Linked DNA regions of Sus scrofa: all the other regions are linked to region 1. A link is a contact called in public Hi-C data. All regions are on one chromosome and are shown on one strand. The core of a region is the stretch at or near the end of the contact, and the rest is flanking DNA. Distances in the headings are between cores, read along the strand shown. Region 1 has its middle 250 kb from the start of TRIB2. Region 2 has its middle 100 kb from the start of TRIB2. Region 3 has its middle 43 kb from the start of TRIB2.

Region 1 (4,370 bases), core at 1,800-4,299:
TTACTATTGAGAAGGAATGTACAGTTCTTGCCCCTCTCACCCAGCCCCTCTTTTATGGGAGAGATACTGAGGCTCAGAGAGAAAAGGTTACCTGGCTAGTATTCAGAGAACTAAAGGCAGCAACTGTATTAAAGACCAGCTTTTCTGATTCCAGTAGTGTCTCCTCAATGCTCAGTACACTCCAAAGCAACTAGACTCTCAGCCACATGAACGTTACAGATTAAGGTCAGCCTTCTAGGTCTCAGCATAGGCAAAATCTTTCTTAGGTGTCCCCAAGGTGCCAGGTTGACAGAGGAGCAAAGTGACTCTGTTTCCTTTTATTCTGTTATAAAGGGTAGTGATTTTGATCCACCCATCCTCAAGTTTTATTTTCCTTAGGGATATTTTGCATTTTAAAGGCAAACCTAAATCTTAAAGTAAACAATGAAGCTTCCAAATTTTAAATAATAACTTCTTGGAAATTTAAGTATTTGTGTTCTTAGCAGGTTATGGGTATGCTGAATATCAGAAGTATCATGGAGATTTTTAATTTTTACAACATTGAAATATTTTAATAATGGGGAGGAAGTGGGATGGACAGGGAGTTTGGGGTTGGGAGATGAAAACTATTCCACTGAGAATGGATAAGCAGCAATGATGCCCTACTGTGTAGCACAGGAAACTGTGTCCAGTCTCTTGGGCGAGACCATGATGAAAGATAATATAAGGAAAGGAAAGTACGTGTATGTATGGCTGGGTCCCTTTGCTGTACAGCAGAAATTGGCACAACATTGTAAATCAATTATACCCAGATAATTTTTTTTTTTAAAAGGGGAGTTCTCATCATGGCTTAGCAGAAACCAATCTGACTAGCATCCATGAGGATGCAGGTTTGATCCCTGGCCTCGCTCAGTGGGTTAAGGATCCAGCATTGCCATGAGCTATGGTGTAGGTCGCAGATGTGGCTCAAATCTCAGTGCTGTGGCTGCAATGTAGGCCAGCAGCTACAGCCGCATTTTGACCCCTAGCCTGGGAACCTCCATGTGGCGTGGGTGCAGCCCTAAAAAGACAAAAAAAAAAAAAAATTAAAAAAGAAATATTTTGATAGCATGGAAAAACCTTTATATGTGAGGATTCATTCATTTCCTGGAACATTCTGTGGCCTGTGGCTTCCATGTGGCGTGCACTCTGTATTTCCAGGGATGCAGCAGGAAACAGGTAGACAGAAGCCCTGCCTCCCCACACGTGTGTACTGATGGGAGGAGAGGGGCCATGAACAACAGCGAGTGAAATAATATGGTTCGTCAGATAGGGGGAAAGTGCTACGGAGACAGAAGGAAGGTAGTGGAGGGACAGGAAGGCCTCAAAGGGGGCCGGGCCTTCTATGCTAATATCTTGGCAAGAAGGGATCTCAGGTACATAAAGGGTACAAGTAGGAAGGGCATTCCAGGCAAAAGGAACAGCAAGTGCAGACTGTCCAAGGGAGGGGATGCCTCACCTATGGGGGGAAAGTAAGGAAGCCAGTGTCTCTTTCTGGAAGGATGTGAGCCAAGGAGCAGAGGCAGCCAGAGGTTATTTCACATGATTACGTCAACTTTTCCTTTGTTTGTTTGTTTCAAAACCAAGGAAGGGATACTTTAGTCTTAGCACCAGGTTCAACTTTTATGAAATAATTCATGATTTTCCTTTTGCAACTGTGGAGGTTCCGTAAAAGTTCCGGATTGCTAACCAAGCTTCAAGACTTGGTACCCGGGAAAACCGTCACCTGAGAACCACTAAGGGTTGATTAATACCGAAATAATTCCCATTGCAGACTGAAAATTCCACCTATCTCCTGGAGCTGACATCTAAGATGGATCACCCAAGCCAAGTGAATCATAACAAATGAAAATGTTGGGGCACCTGTAATTAATTACTACCCAAATGCGATTCCCACCTTGGCTAAAGACAGCCCCAGAACCTATCAGGTCGTTCATCTTTCAGCTTCTTACACCAGGTTCATAATTTCATTTTCCTGCTGATTCCTCACAGAACCCACCACACGTCTTACATAATGATTTCTTTGGTTTTTAAGAGTATCATGTGTGAGATATATGCAATTAAAGGAAATTAAGCGTCCTGTGTCAATGAGAGCCATTCTCTGTGGGCTGAGAAGAACTGGTAGTTAGAGATAATTTTGAAGTCTATGATCTCTTTCCTGCCTTTTATCTTCTTGACCTTACTCGTAATGCTGTGAATTAGGTATTTTTATCATCATGATTATGATTCATATTTTATATGTGAGAAATGACGCACAAGGTGTTTAAAAAGATGTTCAGTCTTTCACCCTGCCTGTCATTGCAGTGTGTTTCACACCTTGGTGACCAGCGTGGTCTCGTTAACTATTTTAAATCCAGCAAAGAGTTCTGTGCTAAGTCACATAGTAAATAGAAAATAATTTTGGGGGGGAGTGAGTTGAGTTGCTCTTGGTGGGATGTCCTCTTCTCATTTCTTGTTCCCGCACATCCTGCGCTCAGAACTCTGCTCAGATGCCATTCATTCCGGGGAAATTCCCTTGGAAGGTCCTCCTTCTTGAGTATAATTTGTCCTCCAGCCTCCGTGCTGCCTCTGTACTTTGCACATCCATTATATTATCATTCTTTGTTACTAGAACTTCCAGTCCTGTGTGTCTCAGCAAGTATTTATTGAGAAAAGGGATTAGTAAGAGTCATCCATCACAAGCCCACACCTCATCTTACTCCCTGGTGAAAAGCTAAAAGCTTTTCCTCTAAGATCAGGAATAAGGCAAGGATGCCCGCCTGTGACACTTTTATTCAACAGAGTCCTGGAAGCCCTAGTCAGAGCAATTGGGATAGAAAAAGATGTAAGGCATCCACATTGAAAAGGAACAAATAACTTATCTCTATTTACTGATAATGTCATATTACACCTAAAAAAACCTCAAAGACTCCACCAAAAACTGTTAGAATTAATAAACAAATTTATTTAAACTGTGTATGTGAAAGCATGTAGCATCAACTCTGGCATCCACAGAATTTTATTTTACTCCGGTGTTCTCAACGGGACTGACTGTGCCTCCTTGAGAACAACTGACAGTGCCAGGGACATTTCTGCTTATCACAACTCAGTGCTGGCATCTAGTGAGTAGAGGCCGGGGATGCTGTTAAGCCTCATGCAATGTACAGGGTTGCCTCGGTGACAAATAACACAGACCACAAACGTCAGTATGGTTAAGGTTGAGAAACCCTCGTCTTGACTGTGGAGGAATAATATCGAAATTTTCATCTAAACAAATCTCAACCAATCTCTGTTTTATAATGATATCAAAATATTATCTGAAATAGATATCAGTCTTTCTCCATTAAAAAAGATATATATATATACATACATATATGCTACTTTATACCATTTTAGTATTCATCCTGAAAATAGAAGAAAACCTTACCATTTGTGACAAAGTGGGCATTAGGTTAAGTGAAATAAGCCAGACAGAGAAAAACAAATACTATATGATCTCACTTATATGTGCAATCTGATTTTTTTGTTAAAAAGTCGAACTCATAGAATAAAATGGTGGTTTCCGGGGGCTGGTGGGGGGTGTGGAAATAATAGGAGGGGCTGGCAAAAAGGTCCCAACTTTCGCATACAAGATGGGTAAGGTCTGAAGATCTCATGTAAAACACAGTGACTTAGTTGTACAACTGAAATTCCCTAAGGGAGTATACTCTATGTTGTCCTTATAATAAAATTAAAAGAGATGCCTATGAGAGCAGATGGGGTGGTGATCAGCTTGATGGGAATCACAGCATCACATTGTAAACCTCGAATATAATTTTGTCTGTCAAATATACCTCAATAAAGGTTAAAAAAAAAGATTCATAGAATAAAAAAAGGTTATTCATCCTTTTAGGAGCCTATCAGAACATATCATAATCTGGAAAAGTAATGATATGATAAACCTTTAGGAGTTTCAGAGACAGGTGTGGAAGAGTCCGCAGAAGTGGCCAACAGAAAGATATAAAAAATAACCTCAGCTTTTAAGGAGCTTGTCGTCTAAAATGCTGGTAAGGTGTCAGTTCAATCGAGGCCTCAGATGGAAGCAACACGTAGTAAGTGTATAAAAGAGGGAGAGACAAATGCTGTTAAAATTCAAAGGATGTGGTGATTAAACCTGGTTGTTGAGCCCAGGGAGCTGTTGGTGGAGGAAAAGCGTGTTTGGGAGAAGTTCTGAAGAAAGGAAAGGTCATTGGGTCTCCAGAGGTGTCATCTGGGAGCTGGGGAGGAGGGACGCCAAGGTCCAGGGAAGCGGAGGAGCAAACGCGTGGCGATGACAGGTGAATGGGGGTCTAGGATGTACGCGGAGTTTGGTCACCACGAGGAGGAGGAGAAAA
Region 2 (4,931 bases), core at 805-3,304, 140 kb after region 1:
TGTCCTTACCCTAGATCTACTGATCAGACAAAATCCCCAGGGGATGTAGAGAGAAACTACAGTAAGAAAACTCTGCCCAGAGGAAAGAGGAAAGCGGGAGACATAGTGTGTGTGTGTGTGTGTGTGTGTGTGTGTGTGTGTGTGTGTGTGTGTGTGTGTGTACGCGCACGCATGCATGCAAGAGTGGAGCACGGATGCACAGATGGAGGAATCTCAGTCTGGTACTGTCTGAGAAGACGGAGGAATGCAATAATAATAACTAGCTTTGCCTATTCCCCCTTTTTAAAGCAGCATTTCTAATACCAAGAGGCATAACTATCCCAGATAAGTCTCTGGGATGAGATTTAAATATAGGCACCAGATCAGACACACTTGTCATGCTTTAAACCAGATCCCAGAACCATGACAGAATGAAAGGAAGGGAGGAAGGAAGGAAGGGATGGAGGGAGGGAGGAAGGAAGGAAAAAGAAAAGAAAGACGAATGAAGGAAAAAAGGAACAATTTATATTTCTGGTTAATAAAACTGCATGCTTTTGCACTTAGAATATTAGCATGGACAAGGAGCTGTAAGAAAATGCAGAGTGGGAGGCAGGAGATCTATACTTCACAATAAATGCAGCACACTTCCTGAAAAACGTGAGTTCCCGGTTTCCTCAGAAGGGAGACGCTCCATTATGGGGAACAAAAGCGAACACATTTTTCTGTTTCAAATAGCCTGTCGTTTCCCTTTCAGCATTCAACATTCCCTGGAGATTTCTCACCCCAGAGATTAAAAACCTATGCTCTCTGTACATGAAAAACTCACTTATTCTTCATGCTCTGTGGCCTGCAGCAAAGTCTCACTCCTCATAACATCTCCATTAACTCTTACCTTCTGAGTTGTGTGTAGCTAAAAGTATCTAGTCAAATCTGGCTTTGAGAAAGTAATTTTTAGCAAGCTTGTACTAAATTATAACTCTTGTATTTTTAAGCATTCCTTTTGGGTTCCATATAAATGTAGGTTGAAAAACTGTGAGCGGGGGGAGGGGGGGGAAGCAAGACAAAAACAAAGCAGAAAACAAGCAACCAAATTTTTAAATATACATACACACGTGTATTTTATTTGAATGTACTCGTTTGCCCAGCTACGTTAGGTTTAATGCAAAGCAATTTCTCAAAGATCTCATTCTGATTTTGGAGGTGAAGAATTGCTGCTTGAGGAGGTCAATGAACCTCTCACAGGACAATAAACTAGAATTGGAATAAAAAGCTGCCTCCACACCAGGCCCTGGATCTCTCCACCGCACCACACTGCTGGTAAAAAGTGAAGCTTTTTGGAAGCAGCCTGTTTTCAAGCTGGCCCTGGGCACCTGACTTCCAACAGCAACTGTGGAAAACAATAAAGGCACTGAAATCCCCCGGGGTCCGGGGTGGGGGGCAGAAAAGGCCAGAAACAGGGGCGGTTTCCTGGATGGGCCCCTTGGGGTTCTGGGAATCCAGGACCAAAGTCAAGTCCGAGGGCCTGCCGGGCACTACGTCACTTCCGCTCGAAGGCAAGCGCTCTGCTCCCTCGTGGGGTTCCTGCGGGTCTGTGGGGACAAACCACGCTTCTGGACCTCATCTCTTGGGCTCAAGTTGGATGGAAGTAATGAAGTTGGAGATTCCAGCCGGCTGGAGGGAGGGACGGCCAACAAGTTTTGAACAAAGCCATCCTATTTCCTCCCCTGAGCATCGGCTTGAACAAAATGCTCCTTCTGCCAGAGATGACTGCCTGGGCTGAGCTGGCCCTTTGGAAAAGCCCTCCCAGACAGCAGCTGTAAATCACCCGGCTGCCTCCCTCCCTAAGCCCCAGGGCGGCCAAGGTGCAAAGAGTGATTTATCAGGCGGCTTCCAACACGGCTTAATTTGGGGAGGCAGGCTCAAGATGCCCAAGGGCTTTGCCAGCTGAGCCAGGATTCCCCAAAGAGGGAAGCAAGCAGAAGACATTTCTTGGAGGAGGGGACCCAACCTCTGGAACATCTGGGTCCCCCAGGGAGCTGGGACTTTAGGCCAGCTTTCCGTCTTCCCTCCTGCTTCTGTACGCAGAACTGGAAATCGTGGAGAGGTCCAGTCCGGAGGCAAGACGCCTTTCTCCCTCCACCCCCCAAGCTTCCTTAGACAGGAAACTTTAAATTGCTGGGATGGGCCACCCTAATTGCTACTCTTTTAATAACTCGGTTCACCCCTTGAAGTCTCTGTAAACATCTTGGAAGGAGTGTAGACCCGCAAAGAAAGGAAGCGAATGACTCACTTCTCCTTCAGGGAACTGGCTTCTGAGGAATCCGAGAAGAGTGAGTTAATCAACGCCCCCTCCCCTTAAGGCCCGCCTCTCCCAAATCCCGCGAGAGTTCCCGGAACCAACCCTCGCAGGTGTGTGCCTAATTTTCCCTGCTGCCTCCACCTGGGAGATTCTTGGTCTCCCTTCCTCTTTCTAACCACCGGGCTGCACCAGCAGAAAGCAGCAGCCCCACATTTGACTTTTTCCTTCACATCATGATTCTGGAAAGGACCTAGAGAAGTCATTTTGTTTTGTAAATAAGAATGCTGAGAGAACCCAGAGAGGTAGAAAGAGTTGCGGACGACAACTCCGCCCGGGACCAACAGAGCAAAGCCCCCCATCCCGGCCTCCGGTTTGCCCTCCCCCCAACTCCCGCCCCGTCCTGTTCCAGAGAACCCTGGGCTTTCCCTTAACCGTCCTCAGGTTTGAGATCTGGGACTTTGGGAGCCAGCCTGTCTCTGCCACATTGCAGAAGGGTTTTATATCTTTCCTCGCATCTCCATATGGAGTCAACAAGTGGAAAGAATTATTTGGAAACCAATGAAACAGAAAGGGATTGGGAAATACGCATAACTTCATCTGGACACATAGACTTATTTAAACGCCTGTCCTTGTGGTACGATGGCTTTATTTATGGTGGTTTGGGAAGTCAGATACCTGTGGTTTGCCAGAACCTCAGGTATTTGATTCAAGGGTAGGTGAGCAGGTCTCAGAGGTGTTGGCTGGTGGGTGGCAGAAATGAGAAATTTTCGATTTCCTCTGTCATGAAAAAATGGAGTTCCTGTTGTGGCTCAGCGGGGTTAAGAACTCAACTAGTATCCGTGAAGATGAAGGTTTAATCCCTGGCCTCACTTAGTGGGTTAAAGAATCCGATGTTGCTATAAGCTGTGGTGTAGATGCAGCTTGGATCCTGCATTGCTGTGCCATGGTGTAGGCCAGCAGCTGCAGCTCCAACTCCACCCCTAGGCCCCAAAAAGCAAAAAGCAAAAAAAAAAAAAACAAAAAAACAAAAAACAAAAAACAAAAAAAAAGAGTACTCCTTTGCAGGAGGGGACTGAGCTGTGGCAAGGCAGTCATCTCATTGCAAAATGACCAGCTTCAGGGCTAGCATTTTTTCTTAACATTGTGAGAGGCTCAGAACAAGAGGAAGAGAGAGGTGACCTGTTCCCAAGTACAGGACCCGAAATCCAAAGGCATCAGCAGCAGTTGTAGGTCAGATCTCAGAATCACGTGCAGCGGAGTTTAGAATGAAGCACACCAGGAGACAGAGAAGGGACTGTCTGTCTGTCTTGGGCACCACCAGGTGCCCCCAGCTGCTTCCAAGGGCTCACAGGTAAGTCGGTCTTTAGTGGGTGGAGCTTCTGAGATGCCAGTGGTAGATGGGGGCGGGGATTAACTCAAGAAGGTAGCTTCTTAGTGAACCAATGTATGATGAAGGAAGAGCTTTATTACAAATTAGTCAGGGCTAACATTGTTTTAATAGAGAGAATGATTCCTGAGAAGTTCTGAACTCTGAGGTGTTTGGGTATATGGCATTCCAGGACTTCAGCTACAAGTGGGTTCTAGTAAATGGGAATAAAGGATTAGAAAACCTAAATGGAGTAGGATGAGGGGTGAGCAAGCTGAAGTGGCCATGACAGTGGCCCCAGTGGGGCCTCAGGGGAAGTCCAAGCCATCAAAGATGTGGTTTGAGAGACACCAACCCTCAGCGATGGAGGCAGTGGTGGTGAGCGGTGTCTGACCTGGAATGTAAGCCATGGCAAGGCGCTGGGAGGCCAAGGGCATGAGAACAATCTGGGGTTTAGATAGTGCTCAAGGCCTTGGACTTTGCAGGTAGGCAGGCCTGGGTTTGAATTCCACCCATGTCATGGATGAGGCCATGGATCTCAGGCCAGTTATGTAAACTCCCTATGTCGCAGTTGTCTCATCTGGAAAGTAGGGATGATCATTTCTGTCTCATAGAGTTGGTTTGAAGATTGGTCATGGTGCTATTGTGGGTGGAGAGCTTGGCGATAAAGTGGTAGGAGAAGAAGGAGGAGGCAGGAGAGGGAGGATGGGGATGGCACTGGTGATGCGTATCCCTGAAGCTCCATGAGACCAAGGCACCTCCTGGGAATGGAAATGGCACCTCCTGGGTATAGAAATGGCCCACCCTGGGTGTGGAAATGGCACCTCCTGGGAATGGAAATGGTACCTCCTGGGTATAGAAATGGCACCTCCTGGGTATGGAAATGGCACATCCTGGGTGTGGAAATGGCACCTCCTGGGAATGGAAATGGTACCTCCTGGGAGTAGAAATGGCGCATCCTGGATGTGGAAATGGCACCTCCTGGGAATGGAAATGGTACCTCCTGGGAGTAGAAATGGCGCATCCTGGATGTGGAATTGGCACCTCCTGGGGTATGGAAATGGCACAACGAAAATCATCAGATCTCATTTCAGTAGGTCCCCACCTCACTCCCTACCACCAGAGGAGGACTTCTAAAATCTTTTCTATTGTAGCTCAGAATTGTCTTAGGAGAAGTTATCCTGTGGCTCAGCCAATTAAGGATCCTATGTTGTCACTGCAGTGGCTTGGCTACCATGGCATGGGTTCGATCCCTGGCCTGGGAGCTTCCTCATGCTGCAAGTGTGG
Region 3 (4,884 bases), core at 306-2,805, 200 kb after region 1:
ATGCAGCTCAGAACCCACATTGCTGTGGTTGTGGCATTGGCCAACACCTGCCATTCTGATTCAACCCCTAGCCCGGGAACTTCTATGGGCCTCAGGTAGGGCCCTTAAAAAAAAAAAAGGAAAAGAAAAAAAGCATGAGGGGGCAGGAAATGTAACAGTGAAAAAGTTTAAGGCGTACAGTGAGATGATTTGATATGCGTATATAGTGCAAAAAGATTGCCACAATAAAATTAGCATATCCATCACTCACAAAGTTACCCCTTGTGTGTGTGTGTGTGTGTGTGTGTGTGTGTGTGTGTGTGGTGAGAAATTTGAAATTTCCCTCCCTTTGCAACTTTGGAGGATGCCAAATAGTATTGTTAACCACACTCATCGTGCTGTACATTCGATCCATATGAACCTCCAGTTACAAGCTCTTTTTCTTTAAAGGCAGAACCTTCAATTCCATAGCCTTCAAATCATCTCTTTGGAAAAGATCATCTTTCAGGCAGATGCTCGCTGTCCTTTAAACTCTAACAGTGTAGATCAGCTCAACCTCAGGCCTGTCTGCCTGCCATCGATGCATCATTTTTCTCCTCCTCCTCCTCTTTCCCGTACAATGTGTTTCTCTTTTCTAATGAAGGTTCCCTCCTGATTTTCGCTGTTCTGAGCCCAAGAATACAACACTTGGAAGGAGATTCTGTGAATACACGCTGGGAAATGTGGGCCCCATGTCAAGAATGAGCGCCTCCAGCTCCGTCTAGACTGTAGACTGAGGCTCCGCAGGGAAGCGGTGGTGGCGATGCTGCCTGAGTCATTAGGTTCTTGGGCCGGGACCCAGGCTTGGCGCAGGCAGCCTGTGCGCCTCGTCAGCAGTGCTCTCCAGCTGGCACAGCCCGGCGCCCGATGACTTTACCGAGGCCAGCTTCTGTCTCCCGTTTCTTCGAATCTTTCACTTGTATGACATTGCAGGGAGCTGTGTTCTTCTCTGTGTAGATCCCCAGGACGATTTAAACAAAAATGAGGAAGCCGTCCCTTGCCAGATCTGTCTTCATCTCACCTGCCTACTCTTGAAGCGCTAAGCTCACGGGGAAATTTACCAAAGACCCAGCACACGCCGCCTCCACCCTCCCGCTATAAGTCTGATATCTGGCAAAGTTCACTGAACCCACCCTGGCTCCATTGTGTGTCATGGGGAGAAAGCCTGTGTGATTTCTTTTCAACACGAGGGTGGTAGAAGGTCAGGAAGGCAGGTTTAATTGCCGTGTCTGCCACCTCCGGCTAGAGGCCAGACTTCTCTGAGGAAATACATAATAATGTTGTGTTTAATTGAATCCAAGATGCCATTATTTAAGCCCTTCCAAGAAGGGGAAAAAAATGCTCCAATTAGACTGACACACTATTGACAATGAAATACATCCTGCAATCAGAGGTGTTAAAGTGTTAGAAAGGGGGGAAAAGTGTCTTAGAACAATGAAAAGTAGCACCTATCTTAAAAGAGTTCCCACAACGGTTCATTAAGATCATGCATCTGAAAGTGTTTTGCAAGCTGTCAAGTACCATAGACACGCTGTTACCTTTAACAGAGGCAGTCTGCTGCCATGGAGAAAGCCAGGGCTTTGAGGTCAGCCAACCTGGTTCGACTTCCAGCCGTATCACTTCCGGGCTGTGGAATCTTGGACAATTTTGTTTACCCTTGTGGCTCTCAGTTTTCTTCTCTGTAGAATGGAAAGAGTGATTCCGGCTCTGCTTCTCCCTCAAGCATAATATTCTAAGTATGGACGGGACATACTTATAGTGATACTTTTTAAAACAATGTGTCCGAGATTCCACTTGAACTGGGTATCGTGTATTTTTATTTGCTAAACCTAGCAACCCTAATGGAAATGACAAGGACCAATGGATGCAAGGGGCAGGGCGCTCTGGATCAGAGGAATAAGACCTGGGAATTTTCAAAGGGTAATATTAAAGGTGAATGAATGATCCTCTGTGGCTTGGGATTCTCCCATGCTTCCCTTGGGGGGTTAGAGACAGCAGTGGGGGGAGGGAGGCGCTTCTCAGAGACAGTGTTTGTGATGACTAGGGAGCAGCTGGGAGCGATGCAGAGGCAAATAGACACCATCACCGAGGGGTGAAAGCTTGGGTGGCAAGGACATCCAGGTGGTGCTCAGATGGTGTCTTGTGAAAAGCCAGGAGCAACAGTCACCAAATAAATGTCTTTACAAAAAAAAGAAAAAGAAAATAAAATAAATGAAGATGACTAAGTGAGTAATAGCTGCAGGAAGAAAACCCAAGAGCTGCATTGAGTAAGAACATGTTCCAATGTTTTTCAATAAATGATGGAAAAGCTGTAAATTATTCATTTGTTATTTTTGTAAGCTTTTCAAATCTATGATTTTTTTTCCCTGTTTTGTCTCCAGTTTTTGCATCCACCAGAAAAATGTTTCTCCTCCTTCATAAGTAATTTCTCTTTGCAAATGGAGTCTCAAACCACAGCAAAACTGCAAAGGTAAGGTTTGTTTCTCCCCTCGTGGGTCCCACTGGATGGAATCCCAGGTCACCTCTGGGCTTCATACTGCGACCTTGTTCCAAGGAGAAGGCAGAGTTTGTGTGGGATTTGGTTTGTTTTGATTTTGGGAGTTGCTAAATTCAGGTCTTTGATATTTGACCATGTTTCTGCACTATGGAAATAGACTTGGATTGTCGTCAGTAAGAAATGAATGGCATTTGTGTTTTCTCAGAACACACACAGACCCATGAATGAGGTAGACTGGGGTTACGGTTGCTGGTTTGCCTGTGGGGACACTGAGTCCCAGAGCCATGAGATGTAGCCCTCACTCTTGCACTGGTTGGAGAGGGAACTCAGGCTCTGGTGGCCCTCCTTCCTCTCTAGCTGTCTTGTCACTTAAACCATATGCACCTTCATTGCCTCCTCTAGGAAACACGATGACTATTTGCAGGAATATTTGTGAGGTTCATACTAATTCATAGGCATGAAAGTGTATTATAAACTGTAAAACGATATATCGAGATATATCAGTATGAGCCATTCTTATATATTTAGTTTATTGGCAGAACTAGGAGACATTCGGCTTTCTTAGATGAAATCTTTATTTCCCATTTTCAACCATGCACACTTGTGTATTTAAGAAGAACCAACCTTCCAATATTAAGTCTTATTCTTATAATAGGAATCTCTAGCCCTTTCTCTGGAGGCAGAACAAGCTAACCTTGACTTCGGGAGGCCCTCCTACAAGGTGAGGTCAGGTAGAACAAGTCTCTTTGGGGATTTTGACAGATCCAGAGAAGCTACAGAGAAACCAAAGGGCTTTAAGGAAACTTTGAATCTTTCATTGTTTCCTGTATGTTGAGGAAGAGGGTTGTTGGTCAAGAACAAACTCTTAAGAGCAAAAGATATTCAAAAATCTTTCTCAGTAAAATTTAAGTTTTGTTCAGAAAAGCAAGAGTGTTTTGGCAATATGAGGGTGGACTGCCAATTTAACAGGACTAATTTCCAAAAGCTACATGTGGAAAACAATATTGTCACATAATAATCAAACCGGCATAGTTTTCTAGAATCTGTATTATTAAAAGTACGATCTAGATATAGACATTTAGAGCCAGAGGAAATCTGAGTAATCATATAAACATGTTCTTGTATTTTGGATATTTTGAAAACAAAGTCCAAATAAGAAGAGATTTTGCAACCTATGGGAGTTCCCAGGCCAGGGATTGAATCTGAGCTTCAACTGTGGCAAGGCTGGATCCTTTAACCCACGTGCCAGGCCAACTGAACCTGACGCTCAGCAGCTACCCAAACCGCTGTAGTCAAATTCTTAACCCATTGTGTCACAGCAGGAACTCCAAGAAGAGATTTTGACAGGGCAAATAAGGACAGAGCCAAAAACAGAATCTAGACAGTCTGGCTCTCAGGATCATTAATTTTTAGGTGCACCAAGCTCTTTTTGCCTTTTTATAGAATTTGCATGTGTTTTCCTACCTGGAAAATAGAACAATTTCTTCTTATTTGCATCTCTTATCCATATAACAATAAGGCAGCAATAACACACCCACCCCTACCTCTGTTGATGTCAAAATTTTCTAGAAGTGACTGCTTTGCTGTGACTTTCTTAATGAAACTGGCCTAATTTACAGTAGTTCTCATGGTCCTCATCTTCTTATTGAAACAGAAAGGAAATAATTCCTTCTGAAGAGAAGCTGATTATAGCCGGCCCTTTCTCTAGCTCAGAAGCATCTAAATTGATCATTTGATCCTCGGTATAGCCAACCTTCCTCAACAACTTCCCGTCTCTCTTAGTAGCATGGTATTCTCATTTAAATCACATCTTCAGAAAATGCTGGCTGAATGTATTCTTCACAAGAGGCAAAGAACCCTCCAAGGTTGTAGAGACTGGGTAGAGGGATTATCTGCTAGCTTGAAAAAATAAAAGATTACATGAATGTCTTATAGACAAAAGGGTCTTTGGTCTAAACTCAGATCTCAATGTTAGAAAGAAAGTTTATCCCCTGGCAATTAGATTCTGACATTAGACAATGAGAATTTTGCACCCACTCTTCCTTTTTCTTTCTTTGTTTTCTCCCTGCCTGTTAGAAACTCAAACATGAGATTTTGTTCTTGATGTGTATGTCTTCTCCTAGCTCGGGAATCTAGAAACAGTGTTACAATCACCCCCATTTTACCTTGTACCCTGAGCCCAAAGGTTTGAGTTTCATCTTTCCTGTACATGCTTCACTTTGAGTTGCCTGAAATCATCTTTGCAATGATTCAATGTTAAAAACAAAATACAAGAAGTAGAATAAAGTGATGAGTTACCAAACAATATCCGTATCGACTTAAGAAGATGGATATAATGGACAATGATACCTTCGCTTTGCTCTTCCCCC

What was found. A called contact is a pair of places that touch in the nucleus more often than the background predicts.
Region 2: a Hi-C map of fetal heart ventricle shows a contact between it and region 1, with 3 times the contacts expected there. The contact joins two enhancer-like sites. A contact is called at or near these places in 7 of 47 Hi-C or Micro-C datasets (embryonic fibroblasts, fetal heart ventricle, heart right ventricle and 4 more) and 1 of 2 datasets of contacts at active chromatin or transcription factors (skeletal muscle).
Region 3: a Hi-C map of subcutaneous adipose tissue shows a contact between it and region 1, with 1.8 times the contacts expected there. The contact joins two enhancer-like sites. A contact is called at or near these places in 2 of 47 Hi-C or Micro-C datasets (heart right ventricle and subcutaneous adipose tissue).

Annotation. Positions count from the first base shown.
Region 1 is chr3:123,948,697-123,953,066 of Sscrofa11.1, forward strand. No RefSeq gene overlaps it. Among named protein-coding and RNA genes, the nearest start is that of TRIB2, 250 kb to the right of the region's middle. Within about 2 kb of position 3,050, at least 2 of the 83 cell types and tissues checked have an H3K27ac peak or open chromatin away from gene starts, as enhancers often do.
Region 2 is chr3:124,092,802-124,097,732 of Sscrofa11.1, forward strand. No RefSeq gene overlaps it. Among named protein-coding and RNA genes, the nearest start is that of TRIB2, 100 kb to the right of the region's middle. Within about 2 kb of position 2,055, at least 19 of the 83 cell types and tissues checked have an H3K27ac peak or open chromatin away from gene starts, as enhancers often do.
Region 3 is chr3:124,150,901-124,155,784 of Sscrofa11.1, forward strand. No RefSeq gene overlaps it. Among named protein-coding and RNA genes, the nearest start is that of TRIB2, 43 kb to the right of the region's middle. Within about 2 kb of position 1,556, at least 12 of the 83 cell types and tissues checked have an H3K27ac peak or open chromatin away from gene starts, as enhancers often do.